Linked DNA regions of Mus musculus: region 1 is linked to region 2. A link is a contact called in public promoter capture Hi-C data. All regions are on one chromosome and are shown on one strand. Each heading gives the region's core, a stretch centred on a gene start, on an enhancer-like site or on the middle of the called end of the contact. The rest is flanking DNA. Distances are from core to core; before and after follow the strand shown.

The links. Promoter capture Hi-C pulls out the DNA fragments that hold promoters and counts their contacts.
Region 1: a contact with region 2 is called in a promoter capture Hi-C map of the HPC-7 cell line. The contact joins the promoter of Tmem164 here to the enhancer-like site in region 2. A contact is called at or near these places in 6 of 39 promoter capture datasets (the C10 cell line, the HPC-7 cell line, cranial neural crest and 3 more), 4 of 484 Hi-C or Micro-C datasets (embryonic fibroblasts, macrophages, pre-megakaryocyte-erythroid progenitors and 1 more), 2 of 115 datasets of contacts at active chromatin or transcription factors (the HPC-7 cell line and embryonic forebrain) and 1 of 9 other capture datasets (liver).

Annotation. Positions count from the first base shown.
Region 1 is chrX:142,680,261-142,683,158 of GRCm38.p6, forward strand. Tmem164 (transmembrane protein 164) reads left to right here and starts at 1,466. Exons shown (of 7, transcript NM_001199360.1): 1 at 1,466-1,679; 2 at 2,031-2,689. The coding sequence starts at 2,303.
Region 2 is chrX:142,536,003-142,538,951 of GRCm38.p6, forward strand. No RefSeq gene overlaps it. Among named protein-coding and RNA genes, the nearest start is that of Gm25915, 52 kb to the left of the region's middle. Within about 2 kb of position 1,314, at least 39 of the 459 cell types and tissues checked have an H3K27ac peak or open chromatin away from gene starts, as enhancers often do. A contact at or near this core is called in the HPC-7 cell line and macrophages, where this site is marked.

The DNA of each region.
Region 1 (2,898 bases), core at 216-2,715, 140 kb after region 2:
TTAGAGGAGCCAGCCCAGCCACGAGGTAGAGAGCGTCAGAGAAGAGGGGGCCCCCTGGACCCAGCTAGCGCTCACTTTTCCTGGCTGTTCTTTCCAAGGTGGGGTTAGGAAGCAGCTGCGCTCTCTCTGTCTCTCGCTCTCTGTGTCTCTCTGTCTCTGTCTCTGTCTCTCTCTGCGGGTGGGGGACGGGGGTGGGGAGGGAAAGAGGTCAGGAGAATCTTCTTTTCCTCCACCAAGTCTATCACTGAAGGTTCGCTGTGGTCGGAAGGGGGCGGAGAGGAAGAAGGACGGCAGGAGGGAAGGAGGGAGAGAGCCAGCAAGGTTTGTGTAGGGTGGGGGGAGGGGGGAGAGAGAGAAAAGCATCAGAGCTGGGTTAGAAGGAGTCCGAGGAGAAATCCTCAAATTTAGGCACTCAAGAAGAAAGTGAGGCTGTGACAAGAAGGTGAGCAATACTTTTATGGTCTTTTTTTTTTTTTTTTTTTGAATCTCCCATTTCAAGGCCGAAGGGAGGAAGCAGGAAGTCCATACTCAGCACACTCCCCAAGCTAAAGCCTGTCCATCAGTTTCACAGCCTTACTCCTAGAAGTTAGCGAGGACCGGCTGAGTGCCCAGTATGTGGTCAGGTATGCAAAGTAGTGGCCCGAGAACCAGGTCAACGGAGGAGTTAGTCCGCCAGGCTTAGGTGGGGAGGTGAATTCAGTCACAGTGGCGAAAGAGCAAAACTGTGCGCGAGTGCACGCTTGGAGTGCAGAAGACCAGGCTGGAGAAGGAGGAGGAAAGAGGCGGGGATGGGGCCTCCGAGGGTAGCAGGGTGGGGGCGGGGGTGGGGTGGGGTGGGGTGGGGAGCAGAGAGGAAGCAGGGCAGGAGGTGGGAAGCGAGGACGAAGTGGGTAGGCTGTGGAGGGAAGGCTGCGAGGCGGGGCAGTGGTGGCTTGAAGACGTGTGTATGTGTGTGTGTGTGTGTGTGTATGTGTGTGTGTAGGGAGGGAGTGAAGTGGATCGGAGGAGTGTGTGTGTGTGTGTGTGTGTGTAGGGAGGGGGTGAAGTGGACGGGAGGAGGGCCGAAGGTGGAGGGAGTTGGCGACGAGGGGGTGGAGAGAGGGAGGGGAAACCGGAGGAAGCGAGCGGCGGCTGCCGGGGGAGGAAGGCAAGGAGGAGGAGCCGGAGCGGCGGCGGTGGCGGCTGCTGCTGCTGCTGCGGCCGCCTGGGGAGCCCAGCCGAGTGCCGCCTGGGGCTGCGGGGAGTGAGGGGAGACGGAGAGTTCGGTGGAGCCCGGGCAGCGGAGCCGAGCAGCGGGTGAGTGGAGCCCCAGGGGGACTCGGCGGCCAGTCCTCGGGGGGCCGGACGAGGAGGAGCGGGAAGATGGAGCGGTGGCGGCGGGGCGGAGGGTGGCGGCCCCATGGCCCGGCCCCTGGCTGGCCCCGCGTCCCCGCCCTCCCTCTCGGCTTCCTCCCGCCGCCCGCCTGCGCCTGGGGGGCTGGTCCGGAGCAGGCGGAGGGCTGAGGGTGGCGCTGGCCCGGAGGGCGGGCGTGAGGGGCCAGGGGGGGTGGAGCTGGGGGTTCGGGGGTGTACCCAGGGGCGGGAGGCTGGACCGGGACTGCTCTAAATTGGCTGGAGAGGGGGCCCCGTCGGCGGCGAAGTTGCTAGCTGGGGGCAGAGACGGCCACGCGGTTGCAGGAGTAAGACCCCCCCCCCCTCTCGTGGAGTGGCTGAGACGAGGAGTCCGGCGTCCCTGCCCTCCCCGTCGCCCTCCCCGCCTGCCCAGCCCTGCTAGCTTCTCTCCTAGCCTCCGCGTGTCCCCTCTCTCTCTCACCCCCTTCTGCCTCCCGCTTGGCTCCCTCGGCAGTGCCTAGTGCCGGGCCCCCTAGGTCCCAGTCCTGACCCTCTTGGCCTCCAACTTGCCTTCACCCGTGCTTGCTTGGCCACCACTCCCGTTCCCCTTTTCTTCCCTCACTAGTTACCCCTCCCCGCTTCGTTAATTCCCGTGCAATTGCCTCTTTGAGACCTTTTTTTCCTCTCCTTCCTTTTAGATTGGCCAACGGCTCCTTTCAACCCTGCCTCGTTGGTGGCCACTGGAGAAGCGCGGGGGGCTCCCCAGACAGCCGTGGGGACAAGTTAGAGCCAGCACTTTATCCCGGGCCTCGCGTGTAGCTTTCCCTCCCCTGTTCTAGGTGCCCCAGTGTCCAGAGGGGGGTGCGGGTGTGCCCTCCTTACATGTTCCACCGCCCGGGCAACCCTTCGGTCTCGTGTTCCATCTCGCTCTTGCTTCCTGTACCGTAGTCAAGTGGAGCCACTTTGCATCATGTCCCGGTATAGCTACCAAAGTCTCCTGGACTGGCTCTATGGGGGCGTCGACCCCAGTTTTGCAGGCAATGGGGGCCCCGACTGTGCTGCCTTCCTGTCTTGGCAGCAGCGGCTGCTGGAAAGTGTGGTGGTCCTGACCCTGGCCCTGTTGGAGATCCTGGTGGCCCTGCGGCACATCCTGAGGCAGAAGGAGGACGGTAGGGGTGGCCGTAGCAGCCAGCCACAGCAGGTGACCCAGCGGCCAGAGGAAGGCAAGGAGAGCCTGAGCAAGAATCTGCTCTTAGTAGCCCTGTGCCTGATCTTCGGGGTGGAGGTGGGCTTTAAGTTCGCCACCAAGACCGTCATCTACCTGCTCAACCCTTGTCACCTGGTCACCATGATGCATGTGAGTCTGTTGACTTTTTCCTGGGCAGCCTAAGTGATAAGAGTCATTAGCGTGCTCAGGACACTGGTGTGTAGAGCACTTCGTTCCCGTGGGAAGTGGGACCCTTACAAATGCTTTTCCAACCAGCATCCGCTTTTGTGCTAGTAAACTTCAGCATTGCACAACAGGTCAGCCCCACAGTGGAGGTGAACCCTAGAAATGACTTGCAC
Region 2 (2,949 bases), core at 64-2,563:
GGCATAACCATCATCACCAGGAAGGATGCCGCCAGTGGCAGAAAGTGCCAAGGAGGAATGAGTAGCTTTGGAAAGTAGCTGAAAGAGATTTTCCTGCCCCTTTCTCAGAAATAGGAAGTTGACTTACTTATTTCTGGCACTGTTCAGCCCTGGACCTGCGATAAGAAACAAATGAAAGTGGGTACCTTGTAGACATGTAAATAGGCTGATGTTTTCTAGGAGGTGGGCAGATATGCTTAGTCATGTATACATCAATGGGGTTGTTCACCTCTTTCTTCTACTTAGAGGCAGGGGCAATTTTTTTTAATAATTATTTGTAATGTTCATTATGTTGGTGGAGAAAGAATAACCTAGTGTTACCGGAGAGGCTCAGGAGGCATGAATTTCCGATTCTGTTCCACAGCAGCAATGATAAAGATGAGCTGGCCAGTGTTTGCTGGGGAAATGGTGTATGGCGGGCACTGGATATTCTCATCTTACTGACTTTTCATAGCCTTGCAAATGCAAGCTCCTAGGTCAAGTCTAACGATCCCTTGAGTCTTGGCACAGCTGTCTACACAGACTAAGAGCTAAGGTACATGTGGAATACGTTTCATGTGTTATGGGTTGAAGGAGAAATGCTGTCCCCTAGCTCATGTGGTGAGTATTTGGTCCCCAAGTGGTGCTATTTTAGGAAGTTTTATGTGGAGACTTTAGGAAGTGGAGCCTAGGTGGAGGATACAGGTCACTGGCAACATCACTGTGTTTCCTGTCTACCATGCCACCAGAATACTCTGCCTCACCATGGGTCTGCAACCAAAGGAGTCAAGGTCTAAGCACAGAAATCCTCAAAACCAGGAGCTAAAAGAAACATGTCCTCCCTTAAGTCGTTTCTTCCAGGTATTTTGGTCACAGCAACACAAAAACTAACATGTTAATAGATTGGCCCAGTGATTGAAATTAGTAATTAATTCTAGTAAATATTATTATGCATGTACAATCATACCAGACAAGTCATATTATCATCTTCATCTTATAAATGAAGTCGAGGCCCTGAATGACTAAGGAATGTATACAAACTTACAGAGCTTCTAAGTGTCACAACCTGAATTTAAAATCAATTGGTTGTCCCTGGTTTCTATTTGGAAAGACAACAAAATCTGAAGGACAGAAAGTGATGACAGTTAAATGATGCTGTGGATACACTTAATTTCAATGACTATACACTTCAGATGGCTAAAATAATCAGTTTGATATATTATGTATATTTTACACCCCATCCCCCACCTCCTCAGCACACACAGCCTGAAATGTCAAGAGTCTGGAATTTCCACCATTGTGACATCAATGACCATGACTCAGGATTCTCTTTGTCCTTTGCTCATAAGCCCATCCTACAGGGACCAGGTTTTATAGTCAAAAGGCTGTTTGGATACCACATCTGTTTCTCACTAATTATGTTATCAGTGAGTGCCCAGGATTGTCTGGGTTTTCTTAGGCTAAAGGGGGAACCTAGTTTCAGACAGACTCGCCTAAGGAGTCAATCACATCAGTTATGGGCATAGAGCCTCATGGCGTTGATGTCTGACCTTAGGTAGAGGAGCACAGGTTGCTTTGCATTTATCTCTGATGAGTGGAGTCAGTGAAGACTGGGTAGTTTCCTTATTCCCAGTTGGTCCTCTCTTTTGAAGGATATATGGATGCCTTCTAAGAGGAAGCGAGTCAGCTAGGCTTAAGGGAACTTGAGGAGGCCCTTTCAGAAAGAGGAAGGAAGATGAACTCATACTGAGATAAACCATTTAAAGATTAGCCAGTGTTTTCAACATCACGGAAAAGATGAGCCTACCAAAATGAGCTTCACTGCAAAAACATTCACTCTTTACCCATGGTCCTTTGAGGCAGGGAGCAGGAGGTTCTCACCAGCCGCTTTCCTGCCTCTGAGACTTCTCATGATACTCACTGGGGAAGGGTATTCAGTAAGGACAAAGTCCCCAGATAGTCCTTGGCACTAGGAGAAAAGATGAGCTAGGAGCAATACAAAATCTACCATATCAATCAATTGCCAAATTGATTGACATTAGTAATTAATATTAATAAATGTCATTAAGCTGGGTAGTGGTGGTGCACACCTTTAACCCCAGCACTTGGAAGGCAGAGGCAGGCGGATTTCTGAGTTCGAGGCCAGCCTGGTCTACACAGTGAGCTCGAGGACAGCCAGGGCTATACAGAGAAACCCTGTCTCGAAAATAAATAAATAAATAAATAAATAAATAAATAAATGTCATTATATGCATACAATACTTCTAGACAGGTCATACTCCCGTTTTCCAGCCCACAGCCCTCTCTTGTTAAGTTCCCTCAAATTCTCTTGTTCCAGAATAGGGAGGTATGAGCAGCAAATACTGCCCACTTTTGGAAAAATCAGGCCTCGCAAGAAGTGCGCAGCTACGGGGCCTAGCAAACACAGAAGTGGATGCTCACAGTCAGCTAATGGATGGATCACAGGGCTCCCAATGGAGGAGCTAGAGAAAGTACCCAAGGAGCTAAAGGGATCTTCAACCCTATAGGTGGAACAACATTATGAACTAACCAGTACCCCTGAGCTCTTGACTCTAGCTGCATATGTATCAAAAGATGGCCTAGTCGGCCATCACTGGAAAGAGAGGCCCATTGGACACGCAGACTTTGTGTGCCCCGGTACAGGGGAACGCCAGGGCCAAAGGGGGGGAGTGGGTGGGTAGGGGAGTGGGGGTGGGTGGGTAAGGGGGTCTTTTGGTATAGCATTGGAAATGTAAATGAGCTAAATACCTAATAAAAAATGGAAAAAAAAAAAAAAAAAAGAAGTGCGCAGCTAGACTTGATTTCTACTAGACATAAAGCCAATGTTGGCGGAGTGGAACACGTGCTCCTAAGGAGAAGGTGCAGGGTGCCAGGCTACCTTCCCCTGTACATTTATTCTACCAAGGTTTG